Linked DNA regions of Oryctolagus cuniculus: region 1 is linked to region 2. A link is a contact called in public Micro-C data. All regions are on one chromosome and are shown on one strand. Each heading gives the region's core, a stretch centred on a gene start, on an enhancer-like site or on the middle of the called end of the contact. The rest is flanking DNA. Distances are from core to core; before and after follow the strand shown.

The links. A called contact is a pair of places that touch in the nucleus more often than the background predicts.
Region 1: a contact with region 2 is called in a Micro-C map of ear pinna, with 2.4 times the contacts expected there. The contact joins the promoter of LRRC3 here to the promoter of UBE2G2 in region 2. A contact is called at or near these places in 3 of 6 Hi-C or Micro-C datasets (ear pinna, skin fibroblasts and an unstated tissue).

What each region holds. Positions count from the first base shown.
Region 1 is chr4:1,990,498-1,994,048 of mOryCun1.1, forward strand. It overlaps LRRC3 (leucine rich repeat containing 3), which reads right to left and starts at 1,266. Exons shown (of 2, transcript XM_008252307.4): 1 at 1,098-1,266; 2 at 1-571. The coding sequence starts at 469.
Region 2 is chr4:1,769,023-1,772,950 of mOryCun1.1, forward strand. It overlaps UBE2G2 (ubiquitin conjugating enzyme E2 G2), which reads left to right and starts at 2,598. Exons shown (of 6, transcript XM_051839980.2): 1 at 2,598-2,753. The coding sequence starts at 2,711. SUMO3 (small ubiquitin like modifier 3) reads left to right here. Exons shown (of 4, transcript XM_051839982.2): 4 at 1-357.

The DNA.
Region 1 (3,551 bases), core at 16-2,515, 220 kb after region 2:
GGGCCTCCTGCAGGGCGCACTCACAGTGCAGGGGGTTGTGGGACAGCCGGATCTTGGCGCTCAGCTTGCCCAGGGCGTCCTTGGGAATCTTCCGGATGCGGTTGTGGGACAGGTCCAGCAGCCGCAGGCCCCCGGCCAGGCCCGAGAAGGCGGCGGGGCCGATGGTCTCGATGGCGTTCTGAGACAGGTCCAGCTCGCGCAGCTGCTGCAGGTGCTGGAAGGCTCCATTGGGGATGTGGGAGATCCGGTTGGCATCCAGCTTCAGGAGCACCGCCTCGGCCGGGATGTCCCTGGGGACCTCCTGCAGGCCCCTGGCGCTGCAGTGGACGGCCAGGGCGCCCGCGTGGTCCGGGCACTGGCAGCTCTGCGGGCAGGAGGCGCCCAGGGGCAAGCAGAAGAGCAGGAAGAGGCAGGGCGCGGGGGCCGGGAGCAGCAGGGAAGGCGGGCCCTGCCTGCCTGGGGGGCCCATGCTGGCTCGCCCAGGGCCGCGGCTGGCTCCTCTGCGCTGTCCACCGCGGGGAGGGGGGCCTGTCCACCGCAGACCCGTCAGGAAAAGCAGGGACCTTCAGTTCTGAAAGAGAAGAGGAAGCAGGCAGGAGGTCCCCGGGCCAGGTCTGTCCATCCCGCCCCAGTGGGGAACAGGGCACCAGCAGGGGGAGGACTTGGAGGCTGGTGTGGCCCGCGGCCCTGGGCTGATGGTGGAAGACCCCTGAGGCTGGCCCGTCAGGAGGCCCAGCCCCAGCCCCAGCCCCTGGGGCCACCCGCTGACCAAAAGGTAGGGCAGTCTGCTCTGGGCGCCACAGGAGGCCCATGAAGACAGTCCCTGAAGAGCGTCGTGATCAGCAGTCCACACAGCATGACCAATACAGACTGGTCAATAACCTGATCTATACAGTGCGATCAATAATCAATACAGCCTGATCAATACAACACCCGAGGAGCAGCGGGAAGGAGACACCGGGTCGGGCGCGGCCGCGCGGGATGGAGACCTGGGGCAGCGCGAAACCCCGGGCGGGGGCTTGGGCAGTGGACCCCCAGGAGTAGACGGGGAGGGGGCACCCAAGCTCGGGGTGGGGCGGGGCAGGGCCGGGCTTTACCTGCGCGGCCCCGGCCAGAGGCTGCTCCACGCGCCGCTCCTGGTCTCTCACAGCGGACCCGGGGCCACACCCCGCGTGGCCGCCCCGAGGCCCTCTGCCCACGCCCGCTCGCTTCGGAGGCCGCAGCTCGGACTGCGCGGCCGGCCGGGGCGGCGCCCGGGGCGGGGCGGGACCTGAGAGAGGCGGGCGGGGCCTCGGGGGCGGGGCCGGGGCCGTGGGCGGGGCCGAGCAGGAGCTGGTGGGAAGGGAGGGGCGGGGCGGGGCGGGGCTTTTAAACGGAGCTGGGGACGGGGACGCGAGCGATTCGGACACCCAGCGGGCTGCGGGGACTGAGAGCGGGCGTGTGGGCGGGGCCAATGGCGGGGCGGAGGCATGGGGCGGGGCCTGAGAGCGGTGAGGGGCGGGACTTTGGCACAGTTGAGGACGTGAGCGGGTTCCGATACCCAGCAGGCCGCGGGGACTGTGGGCGAGGCCAAGGGCGGGGCCTGAGAGCGGCGAGGGGCGGAGCTTTGAGACCGCTGAGCACGCGTACTGGTCCTGAGACCCCGGGAGGGAGGGGCGGTGGGCGGGGCTGGCGACGAGGCGGGGCTATGCGGCCGGGGGACCAACCCTGGGTGGGCCAGCCCTGCCCCGCCCCTGTCCCTGCCCTGCCCCTGCCCTGCCCCGAGCTCCGGCTGCGCCCAGCCCTTGCCCCTGCCCCGCCCCTGCCCCTGCCCCGAGCTCCGGCTGCGCCCAGCCCTTGCCCCTGCCCCGCCCCTGCCCCTGCCCTGCCCCGCGCTCCGGCTGCTGGGCGTCCGTCGCGGGCCTGGTGCGGAGCGGGGAGCGGGGAGGAACCCGCGCACCTGGGCCCCTGCCCCACGGCCCCTACTCGGGTGTGGCGCGCGTCTGGCCGCCCGAGGGGTTCTTAAGCCAGCCCGCGCCGTAGTTCGGTGGACGGCGCACACCTCGTGCTCAGACGCGGGGCTCCCGCTCCGGTCCGCAGCTGCGAGGCCGCGCAAGGCTTCCCGTGGCCCGCTGGCCCCGAGGGTGACGTGTTCCTTGGGTCACTCATGCCCCTGCGGCGACGGTTCCCGCCGTGACGGGCGGGCACTCGTGCGGGACGTCTGCGCCCGGCGGTTATTCCGGAATGGGCTCGTGCGGTGGTGCGCGGTGCTGGGCGGCTGTGCGGGCGAACCGGACCGGAAGGCCGCACAGGTCGGTGGACAGACGCCCTTCTTCCTCAGGGGTCAGCGCCAGGGACGCGCCCGACGACGCCGAGGCCACGGAGGACCTGCGTTCCCGCCTTGCCCGGCTCCTGGTGCGCTCTGACCTGCTGACGTCACGTGCTCCTCGGGTCCCTGCCCTCTGCCCGTCTGACGTCACGTGTTCCCCATGCCCTCGGCCCGTCTGACGTCACGTGGTCCTCAGATGCGCGGCCGTGGTTCTGCTCTGTGTCCGCATCCTGCCCGGCTCTGGGAGCCGTCTCCTTTCCACCTGGTCTCCGTGCGCACCGCCCCGGTGGCTGGGGTCCCAGCAGCTTGGGACTTGTGCTGTCCGCCTGCCCTCCGGAAGCTGTGGTCAGGTCTGGGGCGCCCTGCAGGTGTGGGGCTCCCGAATACGTTGTGTCACTCGGGATTTTCTCTTTATCTTCACGGTTTTCAATCAGCAGAATTTTTAACGTCCGGTTACTGGTGTTTTCTGGGTGGTGCCTGGGCTGACGGTGTGAGAGATATTGGCCCAGCCCCCAGCCCCGGGGCTTCATGGTTGGGGCGCCCCGTTCTGAGTGACCATGGCCCGAGGCAGGGCCGCAAGCTTCCTTTTCGCGTGGATCGTCCAGCGTCCAGGACTTTGTTAATTATGGAAACGTCGTCCCTCCTCTCGCGTGCCGAGAGGCGTGCCAGAGGGGCCGGCTGGGTTTTACCTTGTCTGCATCTGCCGAGAAGGCTGATAGATCCTGCGGTGGGTTGTCCTGGTTGATTTCAGACAGTGAGTCAGCCTCGAGCTCTAGGTCTGAGCGCGGTTGCTCGTGGCGTATCATCATCTAACACACGGTTGAGTTATTTAACAAATAGTCAACCACTGAGGGTCTTTCTTCCTGGGAGGCAGAGCTCCGATCTGCTGGCTCACTCCCCCAGATGCCCGCTCCAGCCCCGGGGCGCTGAAGCCAGGAACTGAGTGCGGGTCCCCCTCACTGCTACCCCTGGCCCGGGGTCCGCACGGGCAGCAAGCTGGAGTTGGAGCCGGAGCTGGTACTGGAACTCAGATACAGGGCGCAGCGGTCCTAACAGCCAGGCCCAGCCCTTCCTGCCCCCGCGAGGTCTTTTACTTCTCCCCGGGATGCTGACGGTGTGTGCCACCCGGGGCGTCGTCTGTTCACTGCCCCCGCCCCCGCGGTATCTAGCATGACGTTGGCTCTGCAGATCTATAGGGCAGGAAACCATGTGGCCTCCATCATTTCCCGCCCTTGTATCAGCG
Region 2 (3,928 bases), core at 1,348-3,847:
CCTCTGTGGGTCTGTGCTATGCTGCTTTCCAAACACGTACTGACTTTACGCATTGGTAGGGGGTTTCAGTTCTGTGAATGCATTCTGGGATGTGTACCAATTAAAATGTGCATAGTTCTGCCTGTTGTCCTCCTAGAAGGACCACTGCTGCCGGTGGCCGCCTCTGCCTTTCTATAGTCAGCCGCAGGAGTCCGCCTCTCTGGCTTGCTTGAAATCTTGCTGAAGGTGTTCTCATTTCCTGTTTCACTGTTTGGGTGCAGTGGGGTGTTTGTTGGCTCTGTTGTGTTTACTCGCCAATTTGTACATAACTGTTGTCCTTTCCTACTGTACACAGTAAATATAGTTTGGTATCCTGTCTCTTGGAGTGTATTACACAGTGCATCTGAAGGGTGGCCGCCCGTCCTGGCACGGCGCAGTGACCCTTCAGCCAGGCCGCGCAGAAACCCCGATTTGAAAGCTGCTCCCCGGAAAGTTAGTTTCCATGTGGCGTCCACGGGGGTGCAGGGTTGTTCCCGCCCAGGGGCATGCTCTCCCCCGGGAGCCCCCTCAGCCGACGGCACTGGCATCCCGTCCCGGGGGCTCTGGGTGGCAGACAAGCCTGGATGTTAATGGGGCATCACGTTGTATTCTCCTTTGCACAACTGGCCGCCTCTTTGCTCGTCTGCTTTGGGATGCAGTGAATGGATACCAGCCTGGCGCTGAGGAAGTCGGAATACCAGATGCGACAAAGCCGTGAGCGAGCACAGCCGAAGGGTTCGGGGAGGCGGGGAAAGCGGGCTTGACTCGCTCACCCGCCAAGTCCGCGGACTACAGTGGACGCACAGCCTGCCGGCAGGGACGGCACCGCCACCTAGGAGTGCCACGGCCATCGTGTGATCAACTCGTATTGTGGGGGTTTTCACCACTTGAACATGAAACTAATCCTGATACTGTTAGGTAGGAAGTCAGGATTTAGCCTCTGTGTGTGTGTGTGTGTGTGTGAGAGAGAGAGAGAGAGAGACCTGAAGACAGCACCTGCTACAGAAGCCCCGAAGCCGAGAGAGAGAGAGAGAGAGAGAGAGAGAGAGAGAGAGAGAGAGAGAGAGAGAGACCTGAAGACAGCACCTGCTACGGAAGCCCCGAAGCCCAGCGTCCCCCACTCCAAAGTCCTGCCCGGGCCCTGGAGACCTCCCAGGGGGTCCCAGCCCTGCCCCGGGGAAAGCTCCCAGAATTCTCTCCTCAGGACCAAAGGGGCTCCTGACCTGAGGACGCGGGGCACTAAAGCCTTCCCAGACGCCCTAGGGGGGCCCCCCTACTCTGCCAGGAGCCAGCGAATCTGGGAGGAATTTGCTAATTTTCACCCAATAAACCCTTCCGCCAGGACTCCCCACCCTTTGTCCAGGAGGAGAGGGGGAGGGGTAAAGAGACGCCCTTAAAAACCCAGGGAGCCCCACCGCCGGCGCTCGGCCCTCTGCTCTGCGCTGACCGCCCGCCTGGCCTGCCCAGGTGTGTCCCTCCACTCAGCCACGTGGCCTCGCTGCCCCCAGTCCCAGCGGCTGGGCGCTCTCTGTCCCTTCCGTCCTGACCGGTGCCTGTCCCCAGTGAAGCCTCATCACTCCGCTCTGTCTCACGCCTGGATTTGCTGCTGGAAGACGAGAACCCACGGCCTCCACGGCCTTCCCTCCGGTGACAAAGCGAGCTACAAACCGCATTTTTTTTTTTGACAGGCAGAGTGGACAGTGAGAGAGAGAGACAGAGAGAAAGGTCTTCCTTTGCCGTTGGTTCACCCTCCAATGGCCGCTGCGGCCGGCGCACCGCGCTGATCCGAAGGCAGGAGCCAGGTGCTTCTCCTGGTCTCCCATGGGGTGCAGGGCCCAAGCACCTGGGCCATCCTCCACTGCACTCCCTGGCCACAGCAGAGAGCTGGCCTGGAAGAGGGGCAACCGGGACAGAATCCGGCGCCCCGACCGGGACTAGAACCCGGGGTGCCGGCGCCGCAGGCGGAGGATTAGCCTAGTGAGCCGCGGCGCCGGCCCAACCCGCGTTTTTCAAAACAGTGCCATCGGTGAGTAGCAAACGACACCTGGACGCCAGGGCTGGAGCGTGGCCGGCAGCCCCGAGGAGCTCTGTGTGTAGACCCGCGCAGGCGGGACGCCCGGGGCACAGCGAGGACGCCTGCGTCCCGCCGTGGAGGACGGACATCCCCACAGTCCTCTGCCGCCCTCGACCACGCCGACGGAGGCCACGGCCGCCCGCGGGAGGAGTCCCTTCCGCGACGGAGGAGGCAGGCCGCGGTGGGCGAGTTCGGGGCCCCCAGCACCCGACAGGGCGGCCGACGGGACCGCCCCTCAGGGAAGGCGGGCGCCGGGGCCGACGGGACCGCCCCTCAGAGAAGGCGGGCGCCGGGGACCGCGGCCCGCACACACTGGGCGCAGGAAGGGAGGGCCGGAACTCGGGCTGCGGCCTCCGCCCTCCTCCCGGCCGAGCCCCGAGGCGCGGCCCCGCTCCCCGACGCCGGAACGCGCCGCCCACCGGTGCCGAGCCCCGCCCGGAAGACGCCCGGGCGCCCACACACCGGCTCAGCCCTGCTGCGACGCCGCGCATGCGCGCCCCGCCTCGCCCCGGAAGGGCTTGCGCGCCCACGGCGGCGACCCGGAAGAAGTCCCTCGCGAGGGGGCGGGAGGGACGAGCGCGGATGCGGCGAGGCCGCTGAGCCAGCTGTCGCCGGGCCATGGCGGGTACGGCGCTCAAGAGGCTGATGGCCGAGTACAAACGTGAGTCCGGGGCGGCGGGCTGCGGCCTGGGACCCGGGGGAGCCGGGGCCTCGCGCAGGAGCTCGGGACGGGGCGCCCGCGTGCGCGAGACCGAGGACGGAGCCCGGCGCGGTGGCCCTCGGCCGCGGGAGCGCCGAGGCGAGGGCCGGTCAGGCCGGGGCTTCCGGAGCTGGGCTGGCGCCGGCGCCTCTCTGGTCGGGAGCCCCCGACTAGGCGTGAGGTGCGGTGCGGGCCCCGCCACGTCCCGTCCGCCCGGCTCGCGGCGGGTGCCGCACAGAGCCCGCGCTCGCTGTCGGGAGGAACTTGGGCGTTGGGTAGAACAGCGAGTGTCGTAGAAGCAAGTGGTGGACACAGGTGCACTGGCGCTTCCGGGGCGGCGGCGGCTGTGGGAGGACCCGGGCGGGGCCTGCCCTGGGGCAGCCCGGGCGGGGCCGGGGGTCTGGTTCCGTTCTGGTTCCGTTGGCCCTAGTCTGGACGAGCAGGTGCTGACTTGCTCACGTATCCCGAAGGCAGCCCCCCTTGCGCCCGTGCCGCCCGACCCAGCCTTGCAGCGTGGAGTTCGGGCTTCCCGGCGGGACGCGCGCCGGCAGAGGTGTTCCCCGCTTGTTGTCCTTGCCAGAGCTCCGGCCCTGCTTCGGCCCGGTTGTCGGTTGCAGCCGTGAGCCCTAGAGCCGCTGGCCCGGAGCTGTGCTGTGTGTCCCTGCCTGAAACCCCGGGGTGGATGCGGAGGGCGGGGCTCCACGGATGCCTCCCCGGGACCCCGGGCCCCGTCACCAAACTAGTGGGAGTGGGGGCTTAGGGATACGATTAAGTTCCTGAGTCTAGAGGGAGGCGATTCTGCCCTGAACGGACCAAGGCGGGAGGAGGCTGCCTGCCCCGCGGCCCTGGGCCAACAGGCAGGAGCCTGGGGCCTCTGCTCCAGCCACGTGGCACTGCAGCCACCGTGCCAGCCGCTGAGTAAACTTGGGCGGCAGCCCGGCCAGCATCTTGATTCTGGCTTTGGGAAGCTAAACAGAACCGGCTGCCCTGCTCGGCCCAGACGTCCGACACGTGGGAACTGTGAGGTCATCAATGGGCATTGTTTCACCCGCCAAGTGGTCACTGTGTTGGCCGTGACACAAGATGAACACGCGGACGCAGTGTGCGGACGCTGAGCACGGAAGAGGCCTTGCCCC